Regions from separate parts of the Triticum aestivum genome. Here region 1 is linked to region 2. Evidence: chromatin contacts called from public Hi-C data. All regions are on one chromosome and are shown on one strand. Each heading gives the region's core, a stretch centred on a gene start, on an enhancer-like site or on the middle of the called end of the contact. The rest is flanking DNA. Distances are from core to core; before and after follow the strand shown. Region 1 holds the start of LOC123085095 (probable inactive poly [ADP-ribose] polymerase SRO2). Region 2 holds the start of LOC123085093 (protein DETOXIFICATION 48).

The links. A called contact is a pair of places that touch in the nucleus more often than the background predicts.
Region 1: a contact with region 2 is called in a Hi-C map of leaf, with 5 times the contacts expected there. The contact joins the promoter of LOC123085095 here to the promoter of LOC123085093 in region 2. A contact is called at or near these places in 2 of 5 Hi-C or Micro-C datasets (both in leaf).

Annotation. Positions count from the first base shown.
Region 1 is chr4A:55,541,578-55,544,881 of IWGSC CS RefSeq v2.1, reverse strand. It overlaps LOC123085095 (probable inactive poly [ADP-ribose] polymerase SRO2), which reads right to left and starts at 1,423. Exons shown (of 4, transcript XM_044506678.1): 1 at 342-1,423. The coding sequence starts at 1,174.
Region 2 is chr4A:55,351,348-55,354,407 of IWGSC CS RefSeq v2.1, reverse strand. It overlaps LOC123085093 (protein DETOXIFICATION 48), which reads left to right and starts at 1,645. Exons shown (of 2, transcript XM_044506675.1): 1 at 1,645-2,130; 2 at 2,451-3,060. The coding sequence starts at 1,981.

The DNA of each region.
Region 1 (3,304 bases), core at 174-2,673, 190 kb before region 2:
GGAATCAATTGATGTGGTGATGTCTACGGATATAAACGAGCAGCCTAGGAGAGCAAATAGAACAAAGGAATATTTTGTAGTACAAGTTATTTCATGATTTAGTACAAGTTATTTCATGATTTAAAACTAGAAGTCAATTCTCAATTAAAAAACTACGTAGAAGTGTAGGTATGAACACAAAAATTTCTCGAGAGATGCGGAAATATGAATGCAATTTGCAACAAATCCCGAATTGGTAACTGTGTCTGATAAATTATGCTTAAGCTATGTGCCTATGTTCATGCTTGCCATCGATCAAGAATTCAAGATTCAAAACCACAAATTCAGGACTCCGAACTGACCTGGCGAAAGGAGACTGAGGCGGCGAGAGGTGGACGCCGTCGCCGTGCGCGCGATGGCCGAGGACCTGGCTGTTCGTCCTGCCGAACCCGTGCTCCACCGCCGCGGCCACGTCCGCCGACGGCGCGCCGTACCACGCGAACTTGGCATTGCCCCCGTCGGCGCCGCGCGCAGCGGCCAGGAGCTGTCCCTGCTGCTGGAACGCCCTGCACCGAGGACCCTGCGCGACCTTGTGCACCGCCGTGATCGCCACGCCGCCGCCCACCCGGGGGGCAATCCCGCTGAGGAAGAGCTTCTTGACAACCTGGTAGAACTTGTCCGTCTCCACCAGCCTCACCGCCCTGCCCCAAGTCCCGCGGGCCGCCTTGCCGACCCTGCCGGACTCCACCGTGTCGCTGCTCTCGTCGGACCCCTCCTCCACCCCGGACGACGCCCCGTCCTCCAGCTCAGGCTCGCCCCTCTTCCTCTTCCGCCCGCTGTCCGGCACAGGGAAGAAGCAGGCCCCGCGGTCGTCAATCCAGCCCATGGCGACCTCCTGGGCGGTGCCAGTGTCGATGCGCACCATCCGCAAGAAGTCGAACAGGAACTCCCTGCCGCCATAGGCAGCCTCAGCGACCACCCTCCCGTCCAGGAACGCCCGGCGCAGAGGCACAGCGGCCTCGCCCTCGACATCAGCCCACGCGCCGTCCTCGAAGCAGAGGAACCTGACGGGCGCGCCGCTCCGCCTGAACTCCCGCCAGCCGCGGAGCAGCGGGGACGGGCCAGCGCTGCCGACGCCGCCGAAAGCGACGGCCGGGCGGGGGATCGCCTGCTTGACATCGCCGGAGAAGTCCATCGCCGCCTGATCCCGATCTGTGGAGACGCTACCTACGCTTCACCGTCGATGATGCGTGCGCGGAGGCGGTCTAAGTGGAGTTGGGGCCGGAGGCGGGGCTGGAATATATAAGAAGCGGGGGAGTGGGACGGCGGGCGGGTCGGTCTCGTGAGGCGCACGTCGGCGGGGACGTCGGTTTTTGTATTCTGCCGCGGAAGGAAGAGGAGGGAGGGGGATGGGCGCGTGGTGCCGCCTTTTAGTTTAGTTTTGAGACGGCTCGCCCGATCGCGCGGTTTCTTCTTTCAGGAAAAAAAAATCTTTTCTTCGGATGGCGGTTTTGCCCCTGCCCCGAGGTGACTTGGTGGAGAAGTCTAGACGGGTCTAGTTTGGCCCATAACCGTTCTCCTAATCCACACTTGCCTCGTTTCCCTTTTTCAACTACTACTTGCTTGAATTGGAAGTTTTTGTTTTTTGACGAAACTTGGTTGGGAAGTATAGTACTACTGTACTACAGTAAGCATCGAATTGGGCAGATATGCAAAGGAAGTGCAATCTTTTTTCTCACAAGTATAATAAATTACGAAGTCACCCTTTTCACTTTTGTTTTGAAAATCTAGATCTATTATCAAAGTTGATCGAACTTACAAAGCACCTCAAAAATAATAAAAATTACATCGAGATTCTGGAACCATCTAACAATCACTACTACTGTCAAAACGAGGCACCGACCCTCATATAATGTGGTGTCTCCAGAGATTAAAAAAAATCATGTCAAAAAATCAAAGATATCTGTCGCGTTCCCAGTTTTTAGTTTCTCCGTAGGCGCTGGAGGCTCGTGATGGAGATGTTCAATTCCTCCGTTTCACCACAGTTGTTTTCCGCCCATGTACGAAAGCGGAAGGCAGTTGTGCCGAATTTGCCCTTCGCCCCACCCCTCAGTTCCTTGCGCGGCAGGTTCATCAGCACGCACGAAACGGACGGCGCGTCGCTTTCACTCCGACAGCTGCTCACACTGTACTGTATTCCTAATCGGTTTTTCCCTCTTTCTTGGCGCTTAAGACGCTCCCTCCCTCCACCACGCTCACGCTCTTCCTCTTCTTCTTGACAAGCAAGTAGCCCGAGGGGCTTCCCTTTGGGCCCCACCCGTCAGCCCGGCCCGGCCCAACGCTGACCTTCCGCGCTGTGGCGTTGACCGGCTCGATCGTCACGGCACACCTTTTTCTTCGGCCTGTAACTCGTGGGCTGTCTCGTTCGTAGTATCTCGGCTCGTGTATGGTGTGTGTTGGTTGGGATGGTGGACTTCGAATTGGCAACGGGTGCTGCGTGGCGGTCAAGTTAGTCCCAGCCGGCAACGTCAGTAGCGTGCTGCCCTTGCGAAGCGCATGCACGCACGTGACCTGACCTGACCAACCTGCCGCCGGTGCTCGGGTTCCTTTTCCCCTCTCCCCGCAGGGATCCCGGCCGGGCTCTCTCGCTGGGCCTGACCACTTCTCGAAATGTCTGGCTCACCTTGCACGCAACATTTTTCTGCAGGCCATTGATGCTGGCTCTCTCTCTCTCTCTCTTCCGTGTGAACTCCTGCAGCCTTCTCTCAAAAGAAAAGAAAATGCTCCTCCTGCAGCTTAATTAGGCCTCAAGTTTTCGCGCTCTCTATTGCAAAATATCTGCAAGAGGATGCGTATTTTTGTTTGTTTATAATATTTTTTTTCATTGCTGGTCGAGATTTCTTGCAGCGATGGGCATTGCATTGTAGGCGCTGACAGCTGCCCTGGTTCTCCAGGTTCAGTTACGAAATTGTCTTTGTGTGTCCCCCCTCCCTTGCTTATCTTCTGGCTTGGTGAATGGTGAGCATGTGCCTACGTGTACATGAGCCTACCGGACATCATCGGCCGAATCGATTCCCCTTCATACATTTCTCCCTGTATTTAGGGAAAATCTTTTACTATTTATTTTTCTTTATTTGTAAAGGCCGAAGATCATCTATACCCCTATATAGTATGTGAATAACTTTAAAAGATAGTCACTGAATGAAGCCAATCCAACGGTGCAGAGATGGCAAATCTGAGCACTACTATCCGTTGGATATCATCTACATTTCACCAAATTTTGTCACATGTATAATTTAGAAGATTCCACGGTTGAACTTAAGCA
Region 2 (3,060 bases), core at 396-2,895:
AGATAAGCTGCTGGGGCTAAAGTGTAGACAGGCACTGGAACGAACGTTACACGCTAGCCATCAAAATGGAGCGTCAATTAGAGGATGCTTCTTGATCGTCCGCAATGGAGGCCACCTGGCTGACAGGGATGGTGCGTCAAGTTGCGGAAGGCACAAATTCAGTAGCATTGCCATCATCGTGCAGCAGCGAAGGAAGCGAATGCAGAGTCCACGCACAGAGCGTCGAGGATGCTCTGGGGCTGGGCTGCGGTGGAATGAAAGGAACGTATTGCAAGACACAGGCCATACAGCTTTTGGTAGGAATGTACTAGAATGAAAGGTCACTGCTTCGTACTATTGCCATGTTCAGACTCAAATGGCAGCGATTTTATCAGTAACCAACGGAGGACGGCGGAGGAGCCAAAGTGGGTACAGAGGAAGAGAGCGGCGAATAACCGGGCCACATGCATGGGCTTCGCCGCACAGACACCGACCGGCTTAATTCCGACGAATCGTCTCGCTAGATTGCAAAATCCTGCACTGCATCTGCATGCCCCAGGCCAGGAGCGAGGATCAAATGCTAGCTGCCACTCTGAAAAGGGAACAATTATTCTTTTTCATTTCGTTCACTCGCAGGGACCACCGGCATGCCACCAGCGCCAGTGGCCGATCGATCGGTCGATCGCTGTGCGCAAGTAGCGGTGAACAATGCAGAGAGACAGGCAGACAGGGCAAGTGCAGGGCAGATATATGCATGGCATTGGCATGAGAGAGCCTCTGCGCTTCTGCTTCTGGCTGGCCTCAACGTGTAGCGCCATTAAGCGCGCACGGACAGGCGCGCATGCACAGCGACCCGATTGATCGGTTCTTATCGCCCTAGCTAGCCCCCTCAGCTAATGGTGTCATTCTCACAACTCACATTCTGGTGCGGTGAAGAACTCGATGCAGTAAACTTGGTTGGTTCAGACTTCGTGGGTGAAAATGGTGCCTAGCTAGCTAGCTAGCTCATGGACGCGATCCAAAATTCGGCAGCATGCATGGCTGATGGCTCTGTATATACATACGACGTCATGGGTAGCTAGCGAAAGTGAAAAAGTTGAAGTGGGTACGGAAAAGAAGTAACCCGTCGAGAATAACCGCGCGGCGCAAGCTAACCGTGTAGGTCAAGCGGAGACGCCTGGGATCGACCCATCCCAAACCCTACTCTACGTATACTACAGTTCGGCAGCGAGCCACCGATTATTCACCCGTCACCGGGCCGCTTGCGTGACACAGTAGTAGATAATTACCGGGGGAGGGCAAAAGCAACGGGGTAAGTAATCTGCGTCGACGACTTCGCTGTCAGGGGCGGGGCGGGGCGGGGAGGGAGGCGAGGTTGTTGGGTCCGATTTTCCGACAGATGAGGCGTGCGAGATTATGCCATTCGGCGGGCGAAGGGATAGGGGAATTCCGAGACAGGCGCATATATGCCGAGCCAACTTCACTCCATTCCTCCGGCCCGGAAGAAAATAATAATACATATTCCATTCGTGTTCATTCATTCGTTCGTTCCATGATGGAAATCGGTCCGGCCCGGCCCGGCCCCGCGCGCGAATTGGGACACGTACGTGCGCGCCTTCCCCCGCCACCGCGCGCGCGCGCGTGTATATATACGGGCCAGCCCAGCCCCCCCTCCCACATTGCGACCCGAAGCAGGCAGCAAAGAGAGCGCCTCCTCCTCATCACTCGCCACTCACCAGCCAGCCTCACCTCTGCCCAGGAGACCAAAAGGCCGGACCAGCAAGCACCAATCCCACGGGGGGAGAGAGAGAGAAGCAGAGAAAGCTGGGTGGTAAGCTAACGAGTCAAATGTACTTGTAGCTTGTACCGCCCACCAATCAGCGCTGGACAGCAGCCAGCGGCTAACATCTCCTCCAACAGTGGAAAGATCGCGCCAGCCAGACGCGCGCGCGGCGCACCGCCGGCCGGGAAGAAGCACTTTCCAGCCGGCCTTGAGCCATCATGTGCAACACCGGCGCCAGCCCGCCCCCCTCGCCGCCGCCCCTCACTTGCTTCAAGAATTCCTCCCACCTGCTCCACCCCGTGGGTGACCACCACGAGGAGGACGACGACGACAGCCACCACCGCGCCCGCGCACTGGCGCTCTCCAAGGTATACGCGCGCGCGCGCGTGCGTGCTCTACGTGTAGATGCGCACATTCTATAATCTCCAGCTTCCTCCACCTGCATCTGCATGTGCCCCGGCCGGTAAATTTCATACTGGCATGGCATGCACACGTACAAGCAGGGTAGACATTCAGCTGCTAGCTAGCTACAGTACGTGAAAGGTCGCTGCCTAGCTAGCTGCTTAATGTTTATTTACTGCCTGGCCGGTAACAGCAACCGGCCGGGAGGAAAAGGAAAGCTCCTCGAGCTAGTTTGCTTTTCTGAGCTGATCGACTTACGTGTGCTCGTGTGTACGGATGGCACCAGGTGGCCGGCGAGGCGCGGGCGATCGGGCGGCTGTCGGTGCCCATGGCGGTGACGGGGCTCGTCATGTACTCGCGCAGCTTCATCTCCATGCTCTTCCTCGGCCAGCTGGGGGAGCTGGCGCTCGCCGGCGGCTCGCTCGCGCTGGGCTTCGCTAACATCACGGGCTACTCCGTGCTCTCCGGGCTGGCGCTCGGCATGGAGCCCCTCTGCGGCCAGGCCTTCGGCGCGCGCCGTGGCAAGCTTCTGGCGCTCGCGCTCCACCGAACCGTGCTGCTGCTCCTCGCGGTGGCGCTGCCCATCTCCCTCCTGTGGATCACCTCCACGGGCCACATACTCAAGCTGCTCGGCCAGGACGAGGGCGTGGCCAGCGCCGCGCAGACGTTCGCGGCGTATGCGTCCGCCGACCTGGCGGTGCTGGCCGTCCTGCACCCGCTGCGGGTGTACCTCCGGTCGCAGAACCTCACGCTGCCGATCACCGCGTGCTCTCTCTTCTCTGTGCTGCTCCACGGGCCAATCAACTACCTCCTCGTGGTGCGCCTACGCATGGGCGTCGCCGGCGTCGCGCTCGCCGTCGCGCTCACCGACCTCAACCTGCTCCTGGCGCTCCTGT